Regions from separate parts of the Mus musculus genome. Here all the other regions are linked to region 3. A link is a contact called in public HiChIP or PLAC-seq and promoter capture Hi-C data. All regions are on one chromosome and are shown on one strand. Each heading gives the region's core, a stretch centred on a gene start, on an enhancer-like site or on the middle of the called end of the contact. The rest is flanking DNA. Distances are from core to core; before and after follow the strand shown. Region 1 holds the start of Trim37 (tripartite motif-containing 37). Region 2 overlaps Tex14 (testis expressed gene 14). Region 3 holds the start of Ppm1e (protein phosphatase 1E (PP2C domain containing)). Region 4 overlaps Trim37 (tripartite motif-containing 37).

Region 1 (2,700 bases), core at 3-2,502, 230 kb after region 3:
CACTATAAATGCGAGTGTCCCTATTGACATTAAGTTAATAACTAAAAAAAAATTGAAAACAGGGAAGTTTACCCACGTCTATTTTTACTCCATTCCAGAAAAATTAAACCCTCCTAAAACCAAGAAAAGTTTACAAAACCTTCACACAACTTTCACAAGAGCAATTAAGTAGAAAATTACTGATGGTCATAACTGCAAGACCAGGTCCTGAGAGATGCGGACTCTTAACTGGCTTTGGGAAGACAATAAAACCATGGGGGTGAACTGGGTTAATCTCAAGAGCAATGCTCAGTAAGTTATCCCTTATTTTTAAAAAGCAAAAATCATGTAGTACTTTAGTCTCTGAACGGTTCACGCCCCCCAGCCCCCAAGCAATCGTTTTGATGATTCTAGCCTTTATGGAAATACCCCAATCATGAAATCATCTTACAAGAATCAATGCTGGAAACTACTAGTCTTTAAGTCAGTCGAGTGTGAGAGAGGTGTGTGTGTCCTACAAAATGAACCGCTGAGGGTGAAAAAAATGTTTAATCATGCAGAGCAAGTCGTGGCGAGAAAGCAGGGCAAGTCCTTCCGATGAATTTGCAATTTTGCTCTAGAAAGGCTCAGCCTGCAAACAGCGACGAGAGCAGGTGCCAAGGCATCGCTGGAGCTCCGCAGCACCTGACTGCGGAACAGATTCAGCACCGGGCATGCTGAGGGCTGGAAGCACTACCGCCGGGCCAGCCTCCCTCTCCGCGACTCGCAGAGGCTGCCTCCCACAGGGAGGGCGAGCGCATGGGGCCCCGGATAGAAAAGGAGCCCAGCCGCCACCCTCCGTGATGCCCCTCACCTCCACACTCTGCTCATCCATTGCCTCCGGCTCTCGGCGGGGCCCTCGGCGACCCTCGGAGTCCGTGTCTGCGCTGTCAGGCGCCGGCCCGAGGTCGCCAGGTCAGCTGCGCTCACCTCAGCAGGCTCCCACAACAGTGCCACCTCCGCGCCCCATCCCGTCGGGTTCCCCACCGGCTACCCCGCATTTCGCCATTTTTTTTTATCCGCGCGCCAGCCCTGGGGCGGAGAGGGAAGGGCTAGCGGTAGCCGCAACGCCTTCCTCCCGCCTCAGCAGCTGGCCTGCGTCCGCGTGGGAGCCCTGGCCCACGTGACGCCGGCGCGCGCGTGTGAAAACCGCCGCGGGGCCCGTCCGGGGCGGAACAGGCGCCACAGAGAATTCGCAAACACCAACGGTAACCAGGGCAGCTAGAGGCGCGGCAACGGGGCGGACGCGATGCGCACGCGCACTCGGCGTTGCGGGAGGGGAGGGGAGGGGCGGGGCGGAGCGGGGCGGGAGGAGAGGCGGGCGCCCGGTTCCCGCGGTGCGCGCAGCACACGAGACTTGGAGAGGCGGTGCCGCGGGGAGGCGTGTCGGGCGTCGGCGCGGTGCCCTTCGCCTCGCAGATTTTACCGCCAGTGATGTAGGCTCCTTGGTGCGTCCTAATTGGAAGAAGCCACGCTCCCGAGTATTAGGAAGGGACGGAGAGTCTTATTTGCGTTCCCATTGTTTGTGGGTCACCTAAGGAGACCCTGGAGCCGGGAACTCTTGCTTGGTTAGTGTTTGCTTTCCGCCTCTGGGAGGAAACGCAGACTTTAAGCTTTAAAAAAAAAAAAAAAAAAAAAAAAACTTAGTCCCCCTCCATAGTAAATGCATTTGAAAGCTCCAATTGTAATGGACCGGCGATTTCTCTTGACCTGTTATTTTGAGACAAGGTTTCTTTAGTTCATGATAGACTGGACGTATAGTGAAGTCTCCAAGCTTCCTGGAAGTAAGGATTGCAGGGGAGAGGTACCACGTCTTCTCATTTTGGTGAGACAATTGGATCCACATCCCACCGACTAAGGCTTTCTTGCAGCTTGAGTTGTTTTTGCTATGGGGACTAACAAAGAGTCTAGGGAATCGCTTCTAAATTCCTTCCAGAAGAGACCAGTTAGGGTGCAGAAATTGAGGGTATGTGAGACAAAAGGCGTTGGTCAAATACTTAAATCTTAATTCTTCTCTTAAGCTTATTACAAAGTTATTTATGAACCCAATCCAGAGAATTGATAATCTAGAAAGAATCTTTTCGTTACTAGCAACATTTTTTAAAAATTATATGAACTATAAACAAGATTTATGGAGGTAGGACGGATGGCCCAGAGGTTAAGAATACTTGCTACTCCGGGGGAGGACCACTCTCTAACCCTGCCTTTGGTCTCCAGCCTATACTCCAACTCCATTCTGCCCACCTAAAACACCCACACTCACATGCACATATATTAATATAACCCAAAATAATCTACACACACATAATTTAATTAAGTAGAGATAGAATATGCTTTCACAAGCTGGGCATGGTGGAGCACTCGTTTAGTCCCAGCATTTGGGGGACAGAGGCAGGTGGAGTTCCAGGACAATCAGGGATACACAATGACACCGTGTATTGAAAAACCAAAAGCAAAAAAGGCTTTCATTTCAAACCACTTATGGTCTTTGAACTAGATGCAGGCTGATAGTTGCAGAATAATTTTACTAACGTGTCCTGAATTGTACCTTTTTGCTGATGTTCCCATGTCACCTGCACTGACCTAGAACTTGCTATAAAGCATATGCCAGCCTTCAACTCCCTCCTTAGCCTCTTCAGTGCTAGGATATACATAGGTATGCCACCACATTCTATTTACACT
Region 2 (2,816 bases), core at 180-2,679, 160 kb before region 3:
GGCCTAATGACTTGTTTGATCCCCTGGGACCCACTGTGGAAAGTGCCTGGAAGTTGTCCTCTGGCATACTGTGACACATTTATCCTTGTGTATGTGAAGGCAATAAAGAAATCTGCATGTGTACTTCAGTGTGTCTTAGTTACTCTTCCTGTTCCTGTGATAAAATGCCCTGAACAACACTGTGACAGGGAGGCTCTGGCAGCCAGTCATGTTCCTTCTGTAGACAAGAGGCAGAGAACAAAGGCTATTTGTTTGTGCTCAGCTAGTTTTCTCTTTTCCTGTAGTCTAGGACCCCAGCCTAGGGAAAGACAGTCCTTTAGGATGGGTCTTCCCACCTCAACTAACCTAGAGATAATCCCCCACAGGACATGCACAGGGGCTAACCCTGTCTAAACAACTCCTCAACAAGTAAGCCTGGAGATCCGTATCCTAGGTGATCCTAGACTCTTTCCAGTTAGCAGTCAGCACGAACCATCACAATGTAGATGTGAACGTTACACAAAGAGCTAAGAGTACTTGTTTTTGTTTCACAGATGATGAATAAAAATCCTCATGGCTTGGCAGCTGGAGAGGTGGTTCAGCAGTTACTTACTTCTCTTCCAGAGGTCCTGGGTTTAATTCTCAGCACCTACATGTGAGCACATGGTGCTCACAACTGGCCGTAACTAGCACCAAGGGCTCCAACACCCTCTTCTGGCCTCCTCAGTCACCAGGCACAAAATGTCTTGTACATTCACACATGCAGGCTGAGGTGGTTTAAATAAGAATGGGCCACATAGGTTCATATATTTGACCTCTTGTTAGTCCCCTTGGGAACTATTTGAAAGGATTAGGAGTTGTGGTCTTGGTGAAAACAGAAGTGTGTCCCTGAGGGTGGACTTTGAGGTTTCAATAGTCCACAGCCAAGCCCAGTATCTCTGTCTGCTGCTGAGCCTGTGGATCAGGATGTAGCTCTCAGATAACCTGCTTCAGCACCTCATATGCCACCATGCTCTCTGCCATGATGATAATGGACTAAGCCTCTGAAATGGTAAGCCAGCCCCCAATTATATGCTTTCTTTTATAAGACTTGCTGTGGTTATCATGTCTCTTCATAATGACTAAGACAAAGGTAAAACATTCATAATAACTGAAAGATATACTCGTGGTCTGAAGTTTAAATTGATCTCTTACGACCTCAGAAGACTCTGATGAATTGTACAGACTGACCTAACTAACAATGAGGGAAATAATGCTTAAATTGCTATTCACTGCAAACAAATCCTTTTACAGCTGGATGCAACGTTAATAATGGGCTTATCCAAAACTACCAGGAGCCTAATGTTGCCCTAAGCTGGCTCTCCTTGTCTTTCTGAACACGTACCTTCCTGGTGAAGAGACAGAATAGGGAAGTTAGTACAATTTCAACATTTCCTTTGCTAAAGGGAAGGGATTAATAACCTTTCCGCTCTGAAGTCTGAGAAGAGTAGCCCTGGGCAGTTAAAGCTGAGAGCAACCTGAAACACTGGGCCCCTCAGGAGCATGGTACACTCCATGTGCTCGCACTGTCTTAGACATGAGGATATTGTAGCTGTGCAGAACTTGAGAGTTCTTAAGACACCACAGATTAAAGACAAGTGAGGGAGTCCGGTTTTTAAAACGACAGTGAAATCTCAAGAGTAAAATATATAAGAAGTAATCAATTCTTTATGCACGTGCTATATTTGGGTCCTGATCACTATCTGGCCAGAACACTCATTTTTTTCCAATTCAGACAGAAATTCGGTAAGACACTGCAACTAATTTCCTTGGACATTACTTTTGCTATACCCTTCAGAAATTCCCTACACACTTAAGAGCTGTTACCTTTTGCCTCTCTTTTCACAACAAAATTCCTCAGAAAATCTTGACCACCCCCGTTCCCTGACTAGAGCTGCTCCAGGGAAGTCAATGTGTTCAATGTAGAGCCCATCTTTCCAGGCCTCAGATGGTACAAAGAGTAAATGCTTTTGTTGTTCGTGTTTCTAAGTAAATGTGACTCTGTACCATGTTCTTCAAAAGACTTCATTATTGGGCCACCGAAATGGCTCAGCTCAGCAGTAAAGGTATGTGCCACATAAGCCTGCTAAAGTGAGTTTGATCTCTAGAGCCCACACAAAAGTGAAAGTAAAAAACAGACTCCAAAATGTTATCCCCTGGCCTCTGCACCTGAGCCATGGCTCACACACATGCATCACCACAAGCACGATGACATTAAAAACAGACCTAGTATATTACTATAGTGTATCATTCTCAACAGTTCTCTCTATCCCCCACCTCTTTAGGTTTTTGGTTTGAGGACATGGGGTGGGGTGAGACAGGGTCTAGGCTAGGCTTGAATGCTATCTATATTATTTAAGCCACTATAGCCCTGTATAATTAATATATCTAATTTGTATAGCTAACATTTTGGTGTTATAATATACAACAACTCAGGTGAATTCATCAGATCCCTGTGTGCACCTTGGTTCTGCCAGGCTGTACCACTTACGCTGTAGAACTTCTCAGTGCCCACAGACGTGTCACAGCTTGCTTGAGAGGCTTCATTCTGCTCTGGCTGCTCGTGGTTTCTGAAGAATGGGTATCTAATACCTAGTGATCATGACACAATCAGACATCATATGATCATTCAGTGGCACTCATGGAGCAGGAAAAGGCAGAAGGAATATTAGACTAGAGATATAAAGAGTAGCTAAATTCTCTAAGTTATATAGATATAGACACTGTGAATTTAGCCTGGTCCCAAAACATAGCCCTGGATCATCCAACCATTTTGACCACCCATTCAACAGAAATTC
Region 3 (2,748 bases), core at 109-2,608:
AATGGAGAGATGGAGTGGATAATTTGTGAGTACATGTTTTTTCAAAGCAGAGGGGAAAAATCACTATGTTTGTGCTGAATTACATGCTGCCGTGGACGTGGTAGTATGCAGCAATGATGCTATCATCCATACAGCTGTACAGCACAGCATCTTCAAAGCACCCACCACCAACATCATCACCATGAAGCCTGAAAATAATAGGTTTGTTTATAGTTTGGTAAGAAAATTAGAATAATTTAAAGTCATTTCAGTTCTAGCTTGGGGGAGGGAGTAAGAAGAGACACAGGAGGTGGTGGGGAAGAACAAACAAAATATAGACAAAATACGGATTATATGGTAGGATAATATAATATAATGACATGCATTATACAGAAACTAAGCAGGGGTTTTTGGGTGATGGAAAACTTACAAGTGAAATCTACCACTTCAATCTCGGATTGAATTCTTGTTGCATCGCTTGCTTTTGACCTTGAGCAAAGTCACTGTTTTGAAGGCTTGTTTCCTCATCTGTAAAACAGAATCCTAACGGTAATAACCTTTGCCTTAAAAGGCTGTGAGGATTAGAGACGAACACGTGTAAACTGCAAAGCCCTATATAAATAAGACATTGTGTAGATACGAGGCACAGCTAGATTTTCATAGAGCAGAGTTAAGGGGAAAGATTCTAAAGGCTTTGGAGACTTTGAAAGGGGCTCTAACACCAATGCCACAGCTAGAAAGTCTTGACTTTTAAGCAAGCGAATTACTGTTTAATTTCTCACGTTCATCTTTTTGAGAAAGGAGGATACATAGAATCAAACGAAAGAACCTAGACAAAGGAAACTACCCTTTTTGGGTGCTCGTGCCTGGACCTTTACTTTTTCAACACATATCATTAGTAAAAGGTGTTTACTGCGTGCCATCGGATCAAGAGATATACTACGGCAAGGCAAGCAGATAAGGAAACTGAAGTCAGTACACTCCTGGTGGAACCAACAGAGATGTCTCAGTGCTTATCATGAAACTAGGGTCTTCACCCCACAAAGACCATTCGAAGTTGGAGTGCAGGAGTCCAGCGTCCTTACCACTCCACAGACTCGACGGGAGGGACCTTGGAATTCTTAATTAGAACCGGTTGCCATGGCGACAGTCTCTAGGCAGCGTGGGCTGAGCTCTCGGTAGGGATTGCGGGTGGGCCGCCGCTGGACCCTGTGCGCGCGCCCGCCACCAACTTTCCCTCCAGACCGGAGCGGGGTGGCGCGCTCCGCCCCCGCCCCCGGGCCGCGCACGTCCGAGCTCGGTGGCGCGCACGCCTGCGGGAGCCCTCTCCAGGCAACCCAGTGCTGATCGCCGGTGCCCGTGCGGCCGTTCCCCCTCCGTAGCGGGAGGCGAGGCTCCGAAGCAGCCCCCTCCTCCTCCTGGGCTCACCTCCCACCCCCTTCCCGGTGGACCTCGGGGCATGAGCAACGATGGCGGGCTGCATCCCTGAGGAGAAAACTTACCGGCGCTTCCTGGAGCTGTTCCTGGGCGAGTTCCGCGGACCGTGCGGTGGCGGCGAGCCAGAGCCCGAACCCGAATCCGAGCCCGAGCCCGAGCCCGAAGCCGAGCTAGTCGCGGCTGAGGCGGCCGAGGCTTCGGGGGAGGAACCGGGGGAGGACGCTGCGACGGTAGAGGCGACCGAGGAGGGGGAGCAGGACCAAGACCCCGAGCCCGAAGACGAGGCGGTGGAGGAGGAGACGGCGACGGAGGGCGAGGAGGAGGAAGAGGAGGAAGCGGCTGCCCCGGGGCACTCGGCCGTGCCGCCACCGCCGCAGCCCCAGCTGCCACCGCTGCCCCCGCTCCCACGGCCGCTGTCGGAGCGCATCACCCGAGAGGAGGTGGAGGGCGAGAGCCTGGACCTGTGCCTGCAGCAGCTCTACAAATAGTTAAGTAGCGGGGCTCGGCCGCGGGTGGGCCGCCATCCCCGGGGTGCCGGCCTGGGTTCCCGTCCCCGCTACCCATGTCCCCGCGGGGCACCCGGGCGGGGTCCCCCCCGCCTGCCCCCGGCCCCTCTTCGCTGGCCCTCTCGGCCAGCTTCTCGGCCACTTCGCACACCTTCCTCCAGAACCTTCCTGCCAAGGTCTTCCCTCCCGTCTTGGGCTCCCCATTCTTCCCTGCGCCTTTCTTCCCGGGGTTTCCTCCCACCTTCGTCTGTCTGTCCTTTCCCGGGCTGCGTTCCTTGTTGGGCGGTGGGGACGCGCGACTCCTTTACAGGCAGTAAGAGGTGCCTTTCTACATAACCGCAACAAAGCTAATACCGTCGGTGCCCAGAGGAGCCCAGACCCCTAGATTTTCCGTCAGGCGCTCACTGTTGAAATGAAAAGGCTCTATAGATGGCTTTCTTACGTGAGAGCCTAGTATCATACTTTGCAGACATTTGACAGCATATAATTGAGAGCGGTAGGGAGGAATTGGGAAGGAAGGGTAAGTAAAACCCTACCGAGCAAGCCGTTAGGTGAAAAGACGAGGTCGTAAGTCAGAAAAGTCAGCCTGGTTGGATAAAATTGCAATTAAGTGCAGTATTTTCAGTCCATTAAGTAGATGGGGTGGGAGGTGGGAGAAAAGCAGATGGCTTAGCTACCCAGATGCAAGTCTAAAATAGAAAGGTCAAGGCTTTGCCTTTCATCCGAGTTCTGCTTTTTATGGGCTTGAAATAGAAACGGTTTACAATCGCGTTTCTTTCCAAATGGAATTGTTCTGAAATAATGCCTCTGCAAACACTGGGAAACC
Region 4 (2,831 bases), core at 214-2,713, 150 kb after region 3:
TATAATTTTGCTGTTATGAATTGTAATGTAAATATCTGATATGCAATCCTGTGGCGGTTACAACCCATAATTGAGAACCACTGTTCTAAAGGACTCTTAACATTGTCTAAAAATCTTGCCTTCCCTGAAAGACTGTGCACTCATGGAGTGGGACCAAATTAATGGACTTTGCCCTTTTTCCTTGTCCATCAACAAATGATACAAGATCAAGCTAGGAAGTTGTTGCTGGCCCTGAGAAAGGTTTCCTTGTTGCTAAAGACATAGAAAATTAACAAACCTTGCCCATGAATCCTCAGGATGTGATTCAGAGTTCTTACCAAGTTTGCAACAGAAGCAACTATCTTGTCATTTTCAAAAAAGCTAGCCAATTCACTGAGACTTCTAGTTCACTGATATGACACAGAAAAGAAAGAGAGAGAGAGAGAGTGAGAGTGGAGAGCAGGCAGGCAGGCAGGCAACTATCAGCCAAATGAAGAGGTTCGCATCTGCAATCCCAGCATCGAGAGGCTCAGGAGGGAGAACTGCTATGAGTTCACAGCCATCCTGGGCTATTCACAGTGAAAATATGTCTCAAAATGGGGAGTGAAAGGCAGCTGCCAGGATGTAGCTGCTCTGCTGAACTCCTGGGTTCCACTGTTAACACATGAAAAATAAGCATACAGCTCAAGCCTAGAATCCCTGTTCTTTGGAAGTACAGTCAGGAAGATCAGAAGTTCAAGTCCAAGGCTAGCCTGGGCTACATAGTAACAAAGAAATACAGAGGCATACCCACATTGAACAGCTAAGTTTTCTAACTCTGAAAATACCCTATCACACTTAGGCATGTCTCACTTAAGACTTCTAAACAAGAGTGCTACTTTCATTACATTAATTTTATTTATTTTTGAATAGCTCGTCTTGATTACCCTAAAGGTGATCAGCACTAGTAAGCCATCACAGGTTGTATAACTCATCTGCTAGCTAATCTGGAGCAATGTTTTTAATAGCTGTGACAAGACTTTTCTCTGAATTGGGTATTCAGTCTTCAGTTTACAGAATTGTACAGCTTATCAATGGCGTGTGTGTTGTTTTTGTTGTTGTTAAATTAGGCTGCCAGTATAAAATCGTTAAAAAGAAGACAAATAGAAGGTTGTCCCAATTAGTTCCAGTTAGAAAGGAATGGGTCTGTTTATGACCATTATGTCTAAAAAAAACAAACAAAAACAAAAAAACAAAAAACAAAACCCAAAACACAACAAAGCAATTACATTGCACTGATACTTGGGAGCCGGGCGTGCTGACACATACCTACAACTCCAGCACTGGGAGGTCTGACAGGACTGAATTCTAATGTGATAACCAGACTGTATCAAAAACCCAAACCTAAAAACAACAAAAACAGAACAAAAATCCCCCGTGATCTTTGTAGTTCCGAACTCCCAGCTATTAAAGCAGAGAAATGAGGCCTTAAAGTTTCTTCAGACAGCCTCTTCCTCAAGGAGGAAGAGAAACCACAGCGACATGACAGAACACTTCCTCCATTTGACACAGTAAGAACTTTTTCCCCACGCCCCTTTTAACTTGACTTTTGGTCTTAAGACACATGGATTTAAGATAAGCCCACTCCTCACAATCTGACTGCTACTTCTACTCTGGCCTCAGACGTACTGGCTCATCACCTGACTGTCTACTCATGCCTTCAAGTGAAACTTCCAAGGGTACATTACAACTCAAGCATACAGAGATGGAAATTCTAAGCACTGACTCTAGGTTCAAATTCTAACCCTTACAAGGACCATTTCTGTGACTTTCAGTGAGGTAAGTTATATTTCTAAGTCTTTTTAAAAATTTTTTTGTTTTTTTAAATTATTTTCTTTATTTACATTTCAATTGTTATCCTCTTTCCTAGTTTCCCCTCCAAAAATCCCCTATCCGACTCCCCTCTGCCCCCTCCCCCTGCTCACCAACCCACCCACTCCCACTTCCTGGTCCTGGCATTCCCCTATACTGGGGCATAGAACCTTCACAGGACCAAGGGCCTCTCCTCCCACTGATAACTGACTAGGCCATCCTCTGCTACATATGCAACTAGAGCCATGACTCCCACCATGTGTTTTCTTTGAGAGATGGTTTAGTCCCAGGGAGCTCTGGGGGTACTGGTTAGTTCATATTGTTGTTCCTATGGGGCTGCAAGCCCCTTCAGTTCCTTGGGTCCTTTCTCTAGCTCCTTCACTGGGGACCCTGTGCTCTGTCCAATAGATGGCTGTGAGCCTCCACTTCTCTATTTGTCAGGTACTGTCAGAGCTTCTCAGAAGACAGCTTTATCAGGCTCCTGTCAGCAAGCTCTTCTTGGCATCCGCAATAGTGTCTGGGTTTGGTGGTTGTTTATGGGATGGATCCCCAGGTGGGGCAGTCTCTGGATGGTCATTCCTTCAGTCTCTGCTTCACACTTTGTCTCTTTAACTCCTTCCATTGGGTATTGTTCCCCCTTCTTCTTGAGTTTCATGTGTTTTGCAAATTGTATCTTGGGTATTCTGAGCTTCTGGACTATCCACTTATCAGTGAGTGCATATCATGTGTGTTCTATTTCTAAGTCTTAAATCACTTGTTTGTAAAATCAGAAATAAAAGAAGTTAATGACTATAAAGAATAATTTTGAGAATAACATAGCAAGAACTTACTAAATATCAACTTTTTTGATGATATACTTTTAGTTCCTCTATCAGAACACTTATCACACAATATTATCAAAGGCTATTTACCAGTGTCTTCAATATCTAATCTCTACTTCTTAAGTGGTTCTTCCCACCTCTCCCCTCCTACCACACATACACAGCATACCTTAAAAAAGC

Evidence for each region. Promoter capture Hi-C pulls out the DNA fragments that hold promoters and counts their contacts. HiChIP or PLAC-seq counts read pairs in DNA pulled down with a chosen protein or histone mark.
Region 1: a contact with region 3 is called in an HNF4G HiChIP or PLAC-seq map of pancreatic cancer cells. The contact joins the promoter of Trim37 here to the promoter of Ppm1e in region 3. A contact is called at or near these places in 6 of 39 promoter capture datasets (the 3T3-L1 cell line, the C10 cell line, the HPC-7 cell line and 3 more), 3 of 484 Hi-C or Micro-C datasets (embryonic stem cells and nephron progenitors), 1 of 115 datasets of contacts at active chromatin or transcription factors (pancreatic cancer cells) and 1 of 9 other capture datasets (pancreatic islet).
Region 2: an H3K27ac HiChIP or PLAC-seq map of microglia shows a contact between it and region 3, with 5 times the contacts expected there. The contact joins the enhancer-like site here to the promoter of Ppm1e in region 3. A contact is called at or near these places in 10 of 39 promoter capture datasets (the 3T3-L1 cell line, the HPC-7 cell line, embryonic stem cells and 5 more), 1 of 115 datasets of contacts at active chromatin or transcription factors (microglia) and 2 of 9 other capture datasets (adipose tissue and liver).
Region 4: a promoter capture Hi-C map of hematopoietic stem and progenitor cells shows a contact between it and region 3, with 3 times the contacts expected there. The contact joins the enhancer-like site here to the promoter of Ppm1e in region 3. A contact is called at or near these places in 8 of 39 promoter capture datasets (the C10 cell line, the HPC-7 cell line, cancer-associated fibroblasts and 4 more), 6 of 484 Hi-C or Micro-C datasets (the HL-1 cell line, the N1E-115 cell line, bone marrow-derived macrophages and 2 more), 15 of 115 datasets of contacts at active chromatin or transcription factors (the 230-238 cell line, the HPC-7 cell line, acute myeloid leukemia and 9 more) and 2 of 9 other capture datasets (adipose tissue and liver).

The regions. Positions count from the first base shown.
Region 1 is chr11:87,125,627-87,128,326 of GRCm38.p6, reverse strand. It overlaps Trim37 (tripartite motif-containing 37), which reads right to left and starts at 1,252. Exons shown (of 24, transcript NM_197987.2): 1 at 833-1,252. The coding sequence starts at 853.
Region 2 is chr11:87,522,289-87,525,104 of GRCm38.p6, reverse strand. It overlaps Tex14 (testis expressed gene 14), which reads right to left. Exons shown (of 31, transcript NM_031386.2): 18 at 2,510-2,610. Among named protein-coding and RNA genes, the nearest start is that of Gm34000, 43 kb to the left of the region's middle. Within about 2 kb of position 1,429, at least 32 of the 459 cell types and tissues checked have an H3K27ac peak or open chromatin away from gene starts, as enhancers often do. A contact at or near this core is called in microglia and neutrophils, where this site is marked.
Region 3 is chr11:87,357,604-87,360,351 of GRCm38.p6, reverse strand. Ppm1e (protein phosphatase 1E (PP2C domain containing)) reads left to right here and starts at 1,358. Exons shown (of 7, transcript NM_177167.4): 1 at 1,358-1,903. The coding sequence starts at 1,449. Gm33937 (a long non-coding RNA gene) reads right to left here. Exons shown (of 5, transcript XR_003949755.1): 1 at 2,459-2,748; 2 at 1,482-2,326; 3 at 410-507; 4 at 84-188.
Region 4 is chr11:87,211,158-87,213,988 of GRCm38.p6, reverse strand. The region is part of intron 22 of Trim37 (tripartite motif-containing 37); the gene reads right to left. Among named protein-coding and RNA genes, the nearest start is that of Trim37, 85 kb to the right of the region's middle. Within about 2 kb of position 1,463, at least 24 of the 459 cell types and tissues checked have an H3K27ac peak or open chromatin away from gene starts, as enhancers often do. A contact at or near this core is called in bone marrow-derived macrophages, hematopoietic stem and progenitor cells and macrophages, where this site is marked.